Linked DNA regions of Oryctolagus cuniculus: region 1 is linked to region 2. The links are chromatin contacts, called in public Micro-C maps. All regions are on one chromosome and are shown on one strand. The core of a region is the stretch at or near the end of the contact, and the rest is flanking DNA. Distances in the headings are between cores, read along the strand shown.

Region 1 (5,686 bases), core at 3,187-5,686, 140 kb before region 2:
CCTGCAGAAGGAAAGGATGGCTGCTTCATGAACGATGAAACTGTCTAACATTTCACTCAAATGCTTCACAAAGAAAGCAAAGATGTATTTATTTGAAAGGCAGAGAGAGGGAGAGACAGAGAGAAAGGGATCTTCCATTCAGGGTTCAGTTCCCAAATGCCCACAACGGCCTGGGCCAGGACAGGCCAAAGCCAGGAGTCAGGAACACCTGTGGTGGCAGGGACTCGGGCACTTGGGCGTCACATTCTACTTCCCAGGCGCACTGGCAGGAAGGTGGACCAGCGAGGTGGGGCTGGACTCCAACCAGGCGCTCTGACGTGCGCCGTGGGCGACCCGACCGGCAGCTTTAACCCAGTACACCACAATGCCTGCCCCCATTCAAGTTTCTGAAGGCTTCCCACCCCAAACCTAAGCACCAACTGCTCTCACATTAAAAAAGAAGAAAAGAGACGGTCTGATGTTCAGGCTAGGGAAGGAGAAAGGAGGGAAACAGAATCCAGCCACGCCAACTCACTGCAGCGTCGTCGTGAAAGCCGCCATGTTGAAGCCCGGGATCCGCTCCAGCAGCTGCTCCTCAATGTACTTTTCCACCAGAGAAATCTGCCACAGGGGAAAGGCTCTCGGTCAGACCAGGCCTGGGGAAACAAGACTTCTTTCCAGAACTCCTGTCCTCCAGCCCCTGGCAAACGCTGGCCGAGATCCTGGTCCGTGTCGGGCTCTGCTGAGTGCCAGTGCGGAGACACCTGCAGGAATTCACGCTGTACCAGGTGACGGCCCTGACCCAGGCGGACACAGTGCAGGAGGCACGGAGTGGGGAGTGGGGAGTGGACTCTGTGGGGCCTACTGTCAAACAGGATGTGTATAAGGAAGCACCCCATGGAGGCAGTCACGGGTCCCCCGAGAGCAGGCTGCTTCAGCCATGCCAGCCCCCGGAGGCTCGAATCTACTCCTAGTCACAGGAGGTCGTCCCAGGAGGCTGCGAAGGGGTGAGGAGGGCAGGTTCCTGGGTTCCAGCACTGAGTGCTGGGAGTGGGTGCAGGGACGAGGTGGTCTCAGCATTCACTCTCACTTTTCAACTGGTGGTGTATTTAAAGTAAAAAGCAAATGTCAACCCCTTTTGATTCCAAATTCAAATTTTAAGGAAACCCTAATCTGGTAGGAAAAGAAAAAAAATCTGCTTACATATTCGTTAAAAATAGGCGTGTAGGTGAGTTTATTCTCTTCAGTGTCTTCGAACTCCTGGTAGTACTTGTCCATGAAATTTCTCTGTAGCAGCTGGAACTCGTCATCTGAAGCACAAGGGGACAGCTAACCTTTCACCAACGACAAAGCCACCCTGCTCTGCGGGCGGAGTCGGCGGTGCTGCGTCCCCACAGCCACTGCACAGGGAGCAAGTGGGTTCTCAGGCAGCTGGTAAAGGGGATCGTGATGCTGAAACAGTCCCAGCCAGACTTCTTAAATTGTGGCAACGTATGCGTAAAATCTGGCCCGAGGCCATGTGGAGAGTACAGCTCCGGGTCCTAAGCCGCTCACACTGCTGGGGGACCGTCACCCCCACCCTCCAGCCCATGTGGAACACCTGTGCACGAGGTGGCGTGGGGACTCTTTCCTGGCACGTTTCTGTGACGAAATGCATTGGGTCTCTCAGTTTAACGCACTGTCAGCAGCAGTCTCCGCGACAGGGCAGTCATTACAAGTACGGGACAGAGGGCAGATGCTGGGCTCACACCTGGCCCAGGCACTCGCCTGGAAGAGGAGGAGGATTTGTAGCAGCTAACTACAGGTAGGGCTGCTGGGTGGAATTCACGTGAGAATTCATGTGAGGAGATTAGTTCATAGGGAACTTGACCCTCTGTTGGGGCACAGAACACTTTAACAATGCAATAGAATATTATTTCTAAAACACCAGGGGAGCTTCGGAAAGGACCCAGACGTCGGGGTGGATATCCAGGGCTTGCAGACGGCTGGCTCATTTCTCCGCAGCATATAGGCTTACTGGCAAGAGAACTATGCGGATTCCCTGAGTTCCCCTGCAATCCTCAGATCTGCATGGAGAGTGTAATGGTGACAGGACATGAACCTTCAATGGACTTAAGCCTCACACAATGACTATCAGACGAAACAGACTCAGCTACTCAGCCAACACCACCAAATAACAGAGTTCTTTCCCTAATTCTCAGGAAACTTAAAAGTCAATAGAGGGGCTGGCGCTATGGCGTAGTGAGTAAAGCCACTGCCTGCAGTGCCGGCATCCCATATGAGCGCCGGTTCGAATCCTGGCTGCTCTGCTTCCAATCCCGCTCTCTGCTATGGCCTGGGAAAGCAGAAGATGGCCCAAGTCTTGGGCCCCTGCGCCCATGTGGGAGACCTGGAAGAAGCTCCTGGCTTCTGGTTTCAGATTGGCCCAGCTCTGGCCGTTGCAGCCATTTGGGGAGTGAACCAGCAGATGGAAGACTCTCTCTCTGCTTCTGCCTCTGCCTCTCTACCCTTCAAATAAATAATCTTAAAAAAAAAAAAATAGAAGACACTAAAAATTTCTCCCTCCTACATGTTTGCTTCCAACCTTTGGGGCCTGTGACTGCTTGTTTGTAACTCAGCAAGAGTTACAGAGGACAAAATGCATGCACAGGGCCGGCGCCGCGGCTCACTAGGCTAATCCTCCGCCTTGCGGCGCCGGCACACCGGGTTCTAGTCCCGGTCGGGGCGCCGGATTCTGTCCTGGTTGCCCCTCTTCCAGGCCAGCTCTCTGCTGTGGCCCGGGAGTGCAGTGGAGGATGGCCCAAGTCCTTGGGCCCTGCACCCCATGGGAGACCAGGATAAGTACCTGGCTCCTGCCATCGGATCAGTGCGGCGGCCACTGGAGGGTGAACCAACAGCAAAAGGAAGACCTTTCTCTCTGTCTCCTCTGTCTCTCTCTCACTGTCCACTCTGCCTGTCAAAAAAAAAAAAAAAAAAAAAATGCATGCACAGACAGGTGCTCAAAACCCAGCAAGATACAGAAGCAGCTCAAGTCTGACACTGTCTACTTCATGGACATGCGTGCTTGTGGCTGGTTACACGCCATTTTTCGGCAGGAATATACTAAACTCCAATGTATCTAAAAACCACCTCGCTCTTACCCTACAGATGACACAGAGCAGGTCCATGTTCGCTGGAGCTTGGCCAAACAATCACTCCCTGCCCCAGTCTCTCCCAGAGGTTGCTGCCAGGTGCAAGGGGCTGTTCGTTTCTAAGGCAAACTGCAGCAAGGCCGACCTCGCGTTACCTTGTCCTACACTACAGAGCACGCAGGGCACGCTTCTTCTAAACACTTCAGTGTCCCGAAAAGCACGGAGCACTAGAGAGAACCCAGGCCAGGCTGTGGCGTGGACGCTTACCCATGATAATGTCCTCTAAATATCCAACCACAGCGTCAAACTCTGCATCGGAGGCGGAGGAGCTGCAAGACAAGGCCTGAATTAGGCGCCGGGTCACACAATCCGTTGTTTAAAAGATGTGTTATTATGGACATTTCCCAACATGCACAAGAGAAACAAAAGAAAAGGCAAAGCAAGCTTCCTGCCACCCAGCGTCAACGAGGGTGACCGATTTCTGTAGAAACCAGCAATTCCAAACACCTGTGACATAAAGTTTAAATGCACGGGTCCGCTCTCAGCACACCTGGCAGGACACCATCAATTACCCAAGGCGCAAACACCGGCAGGCTCCCCGCACCGGCCTGCTGCAGAGTCACTCACCGCATCTTCGCTATCACGCCACGCCTGTCCGCTCTAAGCGTGAACCTGGCGCGGGTGGAGGACTGGGCAGGGAGGGAATTGGGTCAGGGCTCCCCCCGGGGGTGGAGGAGGAGGAGGAGGAGAGCGGGCCTTGGCCGCCCACACCCGCCAGGCTCGGCTGCCCGCTAACGGTGGGACGCCTGGGGATTGTGACAGCGGCTGACACCCACTCCGCACGGCTGTGTCCCGCGGCCGCAGCAGCCGCCTCCACCGATCCCCGAGGTCAGCCCCCTGCAGGGCAGCGGCCCAGCGCCCGCCGCCCGGACCCCAGCGGCGTCACTCACAAGGACAGCGCAAAGCTCTCTTCCTCTAAGGCGTCCATCGCCGTCCTCGCCGCATCCACTACGCCGCCCGCAGCCTGGGCCCAGCCCCCGCTTCGCTCCGCAGAGTCCTCACCCGCATCGAGGGCACAGCGGTCGGCCGGCGGGGAAGAGGCCTCGCCTCCAGGCTGCGACCCGCTCACGACTCAGCCGGGTCAGCACCTGCGAGGGAGACTCGGCCTCAGCTTCCCCGGCGGCGGCCACGCGTCGGCCGGGCTTCTTCGCCCAGTCAGGCCACTCAGCGCGCGCCACCTCCGCCGCCGCTCAAGTCCAGACGTCGGTTATCGACCGCTGCGTCCCGCGCCCCGCCCCCGCTTCCATAGCAACCTGGGCCTCTTCCGCTGTCTCGCGAGCTCTGGCCAATCATAGGAGCGCGTTCCCCGACGTCAGGGGCGGGACAAAAAAGGGAGAGGAAGTCCAGGAATACTGGAGCTTCCCGGGGATGGGTGTTGGGGCTCGGTGTGCAGTGTCTGTAGCTGCTGTCTCACATCGTCTGGGGTTTGTGGGTGACAAAGCCTAGAGCCTCAGTTTCCTCGCTTACAAATTGGGGTTAAAAAGGCCAGTTTAAAGCATATTTTAAAAGCACTGTAAGTTGCTGAGTCGCTTGAGAGTCAGTTCCTTATCTGTTGAACCGGAGTACAGAAATCTGACTTGCCGCACAGCCACACCCCCCTCGTGGAAAGACAGTCACACCGCAAGAAATGCAATTGGGTCATTTACAGCATGAAGATGTCTCAGTGAATGGCCCCTTTGGCTAATTATCCAAGTCAAAAGTTGAACCACGTTGAGTAAATCAGATAAGCCTGCCGCAGGGAAAATCCCCTCCCAAACGGCCAGAGTTTGAAAAAGGATTCCAGCTGATTTGATCGGACCACTAAGCATTAAGAGTCTGCCTGATAGCTTTTGCCCAAAGGTGTGGTCTGTGGCTAGAGGGACCTAGGGTCAGAGAACCAGCCCGAATCAATTAACAGACTTCCGAATGGACATAAAATAATGTCAGGATTTGAAACTTAAGATGGTTACAGAGGGGCTTGCGCCGTGGCTCACTTGGTTGGTCCTCTGCCTGGGGCGCCGGCATCCCATATGGGCACCGGGTTCTAGTCCCGGCTACTCCTCTTCCAGTCCAGCTCTCTGCTGTGTCCGGGGAGGGCAGTGGAGGATGGCCCGAGTGCTTGGGCCCCTGCACCCCATGGGAGGCCAAGAGGAAGCACCTGGCTCCTGGCTTCGGATTGGTGTAGCTCCGGCCGTAGCAGCCATTTGGGGGGTGAACCAACGGAAGGAAGACCTTTCTCTCTGTCTCTCATTGTAACTCTATACCTCTCAAAAAAAAAAATTTTTTTTTAAAGGTGGTTACAGAGACAACTGCATACAATGTAAGATCAAGGTGGAAGACGGCATCTAAAAAAGTGAATAAGGGACAGAGTCCTGTTTGGCCAAACACTGGTCACACAACTCAGAGCAAAGCAGCAGATTTCCCCATGACCTACTTTCTCTACATGCCACACTTATTTCTGGACTAAATGAACTTGCCCACCCTCCCAAAGTCATTGGAGTCTGAGTGGAGGACAAAGGGAACTTGATTTTATATAC
Region 2 (6,218 bases), core at 1,257-3,756:
GTAAGGCAGCCAGGGAGACCCCGATGCTGGGCGGGGCCTTCTCAGTAGGGGGCCTTGCCAGGCAATAGTGCTGCAGCCCAGACCAGAATGAGAAGGATCAGAGAGCGTTTTCTTGGTTTTCGTTTTCTCTTCACTCCTTACTGCCCTGCGGCTCCAGCCCAAGGCCCCTGCCCCTGGCACAGCCCAGAAGCCCCCACGTTTGGATTCCCAGGCTCCTCTCGCCAGGGAGGGAGGCGGGAGGAAGAGAAGGCTGGCCAGAGAGAGTCCCAGGAGGGACCCCGAGAGCACTTAGCCACACCAGGCTTCCTAATATTCCCCCGAACGGCGACAATGACACGCGACAGTGGGCTCCCAGTGCCAGCAGTGCTCTGCGCAGAAGCCGTGCCTTTGTCACTCACCTCACAACTCCCTTTAAAGAAACACACAACTGCGGGAAAGGTCTCCAGCCAGAGCACCGGCCCAGTGCACAGCTCTAGAGACTGAGGCTTCCCGGCCACCGCCTTCACACGGCGCCCTGAGCTTTGAGGGGTCCCCGGAAGCACCACCATACCCCATTCTTGCTTCTCACAAAGTGCACCTGCCTCTGCAGAACACCCACCCCCTCCCCAGTGCCCTGGTCCCAGCAGCTAAAATCCCCGGCCCCTGTGGGGAGCGAAGGCCTGCAAACAGGAAGTGGTGGAGGCAGAGAGCCCTGTCCACTTCCTTAGCCCCGGGTCCTTTCCATGGAGAAGGCTGTTAGAATGACCTGTCCTGCCCCAGCCAGTGTGTCCCCTGCCTGGGGGTACTTCCGGAGCCCCCTGCCAACAGAACTGCCATGAAACCTCTCCCCTACGTCTGGATGCAGGCTCCAGGCAGGCAGGGCGTGGTGACCGGCTCGTCTTACAGAGGGTGACCAGGAGGCCCAGACGGGAAGAGGGTCTGAGCCAAGACCCCGCTGCTGGTCAGAAGTCGGTGTTCCTAGCAACGGCTGCAGCTTTCAGAGGTCACACCTGGGGGCTACCTGTACCCCGAACTGCAGTGTCCTCGACCCTAATGGGAGCTGGGGCTGGACGGCCCAGCCAGAGCAGAGGACACGGACTGGGGGCAGGGAGGCACCCTGGGACCCCACCGGCTCCCCTGTGGACAGTGAACAGCTGCCACAGGATCTGGTGGCCCCTTCCCCCGCGGGTGCCAGCCATGATCGCGGGGTCACCCGACCTCCAGGCTCCCACGGAGCCCACGCTGCCTTTTCTGTGGCCCAAGGGGGAGAGAGCTGGATTCTTGGAGTGCTTCTCCCCTGACGCAGCAGCCCCCGCGCAGTCTGCAGGGCTGAAAGGAGGGGAGAGGGGAGACCTTGATGCTGGCCTGGGGGGGGTTCTCAGGAGGAGACCCTGCCTGGCAAGATGCCAACAGCCACTGACGCTGTGGATGCCCAAGAAGCCCACAGCCCTTGGCCATGGCTCACACCCCCAGATGAGCCAACACCAGTGCTGGCAAAATAACTGGCCCCGCGGGGAGTTCTCAAGAGCCCCGGCCCTTTGCCGAACCCCAAATACACTCGGGGCACGGGAGTCAGACGGTAAGAGGAACCTCTAACTGCTGCCCGTGACCTTGGGCAAATCACAGTCCCCCTGGCGTGGTCCCTTACCCAAAAGGAGAGCTTGCCGACTGCGGGGGGCGGGGAGGAGGGAGGAGGGTCGGGAGACCCTTCTGTCTCGGGGAAGGAACCCTCGTAGCCGTCGTCGTCGCCGCCGCCGTCGCCGAGGGGACTGGAAGAAAAGGCCTCGTTCCCTCCCCCTCACCTCACACAGGTGCCAAGACAGCTTTTGCGCAAAAACTAGTTTGCAAACACGCTCCGACTTCTGGGAAGCCGCCCAGTTCCACGCCCCCCTCGGGTTCCCCTTCCCGGGCTGGGAACCCGACCTCCGGCTCTTCCGCGGGGCACGGGCTGGGGCGGGGAGGCGGCTGGGGCTCGGGGCTCGGGGCTCGGGACGCGGAAGGGGCGCGCTGCCAGCCCTCCCGAGCTTCGCGACCGAGGCCGGAGGCTCCTCGAAGAGCCTAGGTTCGGACCCCGGAGGGCGCACCCCGTTCCGGCACCCGGTCGGTCCGCCCTCCCCCCGCCCCGCAGTCCGGGCGGAGGCGGAGCGCCCCCGGGTGGCCGGGGCGGAGCTGAGTCACTCAAATGCCAGAGTCTGGGTGGGCGCGGGTGGCCGGACGCAGGGCGCCGCGGCCCCCCAGGCGGGGCCCAGCCTCTCCTGGACCCGCCAAGGGCGCCGCAAGCCGGGCCCCCGGGCTGAACTAGAGCCCTCGGGCCCCGCCCTCCCCTTGGCCGCTCGGGCCCCCACTCACCGTGTGTCCCGCGGGCGCCGCCGCCCTCACCACGCGGCTGCCGCTGCGCGCGCTCCGAGCCGCCGGGGCATCCCCGGGAGCTCCCTTGCTCGGCCGGGCCCGCGGGCGCGGGACGGGCTCAGGGCCCTGCCCGCGCGGCCATGCCGGCTCGCGTGCGCTCGCAGTCGCTCGGGGTCCGGGGCTCCTCCCGGGCCGGGCGGGCTGGCGGCGGCGGCGGCGGCTCGGGCTCCTCCCTCCGGTCGAGGGGGGGTTGCGGGGCGGGAAGCGGGGAGGCGAGGCGGGCGCTTCCTGAAGGGGCGAGCGCTCTCCCACGAGCGCAGCGGGGGCGCTGTCCCGCCCGGAGCCCAAGGTTCGAGGCCCGAATCGCAGCGCCCGCACGGTGCAGGCTGGGAGTCCGCGGATCGGGACGCCGGGGGTTCGCGCCCTCCCCAGGCCTGCTTCGCCGTGGCGCCTGCCGCCTCCAGTGCCCAGCGCTTTGCTCTCGGGGCTGCACGCGGGAACCGAGGGATGGGCTCAGCCCTGGCCTACGTGGGGTGGGGGGCAGGGCTCCGGATGCCGGCTGGACCCCAGACGCGGGTGGGCGCCCCTCTGCGCCCTCGGGGGACGCGCCGCGGGGCTTGGCCCTGGGCGGTCTTGGGCAGCGCTAGGACCGCGGTGTGTTTGGTCGTTGTTTCTATAGCAAAAGAGCTCACATTTTCTCGCCGCCGGAGACAGGGACGATGACATGATTCTGTGACACGGACGAGCGGACCACAACGGACAGGAACGGGGCCCGGGGCTGGACCACAACGGACAGGAACGGGGCCCGGGGCTGATCGGCGTCTGGGAGCGTCTGGAGCCTCCCTTGGCTCCCCTAGAAGAGGCGTAAGCTCCGGGCGCCCTCGGGCGGGTTCACCACCGGGCGGGCGGCAGACAGCCGAGGGGTGCGGTGCGGCTCACCGGGAGGCCCTCCAGACGGGGAGCCCGTGGGCCGCAGAGGGTTAACGTCTAGCGCTTGTTTGGGTCGTGGGTTTTCCATTCCGGGCAGGTGAGGGTTAAAGTGGGAGCCTCGCCGCATGGGTGAGTCACTGGCACTCTGCAGCCTCGGAGGGGCGGCCACCGAGCACCCCCAGGGCTGCGAGCTGCGATCCCCAGCCTGCCTCTCCTCCATCCAGCCTGCCTTTATGCACGCTCCCCTCTTCCTTCCTCTGAAAGTGTCAGAGCCCTCTGCCCCCCTCCGGAGAAAACCAGCCGAGAACCAGCTCCAGGCTCATTTCCTCCAGGCAGCCTTCCCGGATTTCTTTGCCCTCAAAATCCCTTTCTTCCAACAGGAGAGCCAGTCGCAGGGGTGGACAGTGCTCAGGAGGCTTACGGGAGGCCAGTCTAGGGTCCTGGATAAAAAGTGCAGAAGTTGGAGGTGGGGTGGGACAGAAGACCCAGCTCAGCCCTGGGGCTCAGCCAGGCTTCCTCTAAGAGGCCAGCTGAATGGGCAAGTTGGGCGTGGTGAGGGGAGGGGAATCCTGGATCTCTGGCCAAGGACACAGACGGCAAGGCCGGTCACAGCAGTGCCACTCCTAGGTGTGTCCCCAGGAGGACCCACATGAAGACCTGTGATATGCAGATGTTCACGGGGTGGGATTCCTGGGAGCCCAGGAGTAGGAACAAGGCCATGTCTTTCAGGTTATGAAGTGACAGTTAGGGGTGTGGTATTGGGCCACGGTGCCCCCCGCAGTGCAGGTGAACTGTGCGTGCGGGAGGCTGAGTCAAAGCAGACGGTCCCACACGTGTCATGTGACCACTGGACGGAAGGTCTGGAACTGTCAAGTCCATGGATGGAGAACGCACGTTCGGGGCTGCCTACAAAGGGAGAGGGGTGCTTTGCTAGGGTGACAGGGTTTCTTTGGGGCAGACGGATAAAAATGCTCTCAAGGTGTGTGTAGTGGAGGTTAAAATGCCACCCAGGACACCCTCGGCCCATGCCGGAGTGCCTGCTGGTGCGCACCCTAGGAGGCTGCGGGCGAGGGCTCAGGTGACTGGGTCCCTGCCACCCAAGTGGGAGATCCGGGTTGAGTTCCTGGCTCCAGGCTTCAGCCCTCGCCCAATACCCCCCAGCTGTTGTAGGCTTTGGGCAGTGAGACTGTGGATGGAAGTCATCTCTCTCTCTCTCTCTCTCTCTCTCTCTCTCTCAGTAATATAAATGAGTAAGTAATTGTTTAAGATTTTCTCAGGTTAGGGTACGGTGATGTGCAACTGTAGATGCACTGAAAAAAAAAACTTCAACACTGAGAAGGGGTGAATCTCATGGTCCATGAATTATGTCTCAATAACGGGACGTTTAAAAAAGGTCGGAGGGCGGGCATCCGGCTCCTGCTGATGTGCCTGTGTCCCCTAACAGTGCAGGGTGCAAGGCCCGACTCCAGTCCAGTTCCGGCTTCCTGCGGATGCGCGCCCTGCAAGGCGGCACGGATGGCTCAAGTCCTTGGGTCTCTGTCACCACTCAGGGAGACGCTGGAGGACTGCCAGGCTGCCAGCTTCGGCCTCCTGCGCCCCCTGCTGGCTGTTGTGGGCATTTGAGGAGTGAACGGAGGGTGGGATCTCTCTCCCTCTCCACCCCCACCCCACTCTCAAACTCGCAAGTAAATTAATAAATTCACTTAAAAAAAAAAAAAAGGAAAGGCCAGGGTGCAGGAGCTGTCAGGGGTCAGCGGATGAAGATAAATCGTGCATTGGTTCTGGACACTCGCCTCCATGCACACGCTACACAGACCAGCAAAGACCTGCGTGTGCAGTGGGAAGGCCGGCTCCCCTACATAGACCCATAGGGAAGTGTGCATGTGTGCCAGCGCCTGTCACCTGGGGGCTGCTTTTCAGAGCCCAGGCCGCTTGGACAAACGGATCCGAGTAACGTGGGATTGCAGTATGCCGGTCGGTGTGAAGGGAGGAGCGCCACCTGCTGGCCAGCACCTGGCCGGGGGGGGGGCCTCTGCTGGGCCTGAGAAGGGAGGGCGAGGGCGACCCGGTACCCGTGCTGCGTCGCAGTGGCGGGGGTCACCGGGTCCGGCCAGGGCAGCCCTCGCCCAGGCCTTCTCCTGCAGCGGTGGTCACATGGCGACTGGGGCTGGAACTATCTAGAAGGCTTTCTCCTGCCTGTGAGTGGTCTTCAGAAAGGTCACAGAAATGTGTTCTATGCAGGAGCTATGCGTGGATTGCAACGCAGACTTACCTTTCAACTCCGTCTTCCAAGAGTGTTTGGGAGCGCCTTTGTGTGTCTGAAAGTTGATCCTGGGGGGGTCACTGGGAATGCAGCTGCAAGTTTAGCGGGCGTCTGTCCCTGTGACCATCCCACGTGGCCCTGGGCTCCGAGACTGAGCTCCCCGGGGCCAGCGTTGTGCACGGCGTACCTGCATCCCATATCACAGTGGGAGAGGGAGGAGGACCAGCTCCAGGGCCTCAACCAAAGCAGCCCCCTTAGAATCCCACCTGAGAGCTCTGCCCAATGTGTGCAGGGCGTGTGTCCTCAGGCCTGACCGTGGCTGGGCAGGATGGGGCTGAGGGCAGTGCTCCCATCTTTCCAGGAAGCCCTGACTCCCAGAGCAACACAGGACCCCTTCCTTTTGCTCCCGGATTGGAACCTGAGCCCCACTAAACACTTACTGTGTTCCCTTGGGGCCATCTGTTGCCCTCTCTGGGCCTCGTTTGTCTCCGCTGTGAAACGGGAGATTGTAGAGGAGTGCAGGGGACAGAGGGGCGGGTTCTGTCCCCAGGGAAGCCCTACAGCTGCAGGAGGCAGGTCCTGCCCTTCTCTCCTCTTGCTCTGCGCCTCACTAGGCAGGAAGGAAAGAGTCATTCGGCTCCAGGTTCAATTCCTGGCGCTGCCAATTGCTGAGCCTGCACCCATGAGAAGGTTAGAA

What was found. Hi-C and Micro-C count contacts between places; a contact is called where the count stands out from the background.
Region 1: a contact with region 2 is called in a Micro-C map of ear pinna, with 6 times the contacts expected there. The contact joins the promoter of ARL2BP here to the promoter of CPNE2 in region 2. A contact is called at or near these places in 2 of 6 Hi-C or Micro-C datasets (ear pinna and psoas muscle).

The regions. Positions count from the first base shown.
Region 1 is chr18:40,858,171-40,863,856 of mOryCun1.1, reverse strand. It overlaps ARL2BP (ARF like GTPase 2 binding protein), which reads right to left and starts at 4,436. Exons shown (of 6, transcript XM_002711539.5): 1 at 4,061-4,436; 2 at 3,378-3,439; 3 at 1,183-1,289; 4 at 515-600; 5 at 1. The coding sequence starts at 4,098.
Region 2 is chr18:40,720,650-40,726,867 of mOryCun1.1, reverse strand. It overlaps CPNE2 (copine 2), which reads right to left and starts at 2,506. Exons shown (of 17, transcript XM_051846795.2): 1 at 2,329-2,506. LOC138846395 (a long non-coding RNA gene) reads left to right here and starts at 2,696. Exons shown (of 2, transcript XR_011383872.1): 1 at 2,696-3,192; 2 at 4,703-4,977.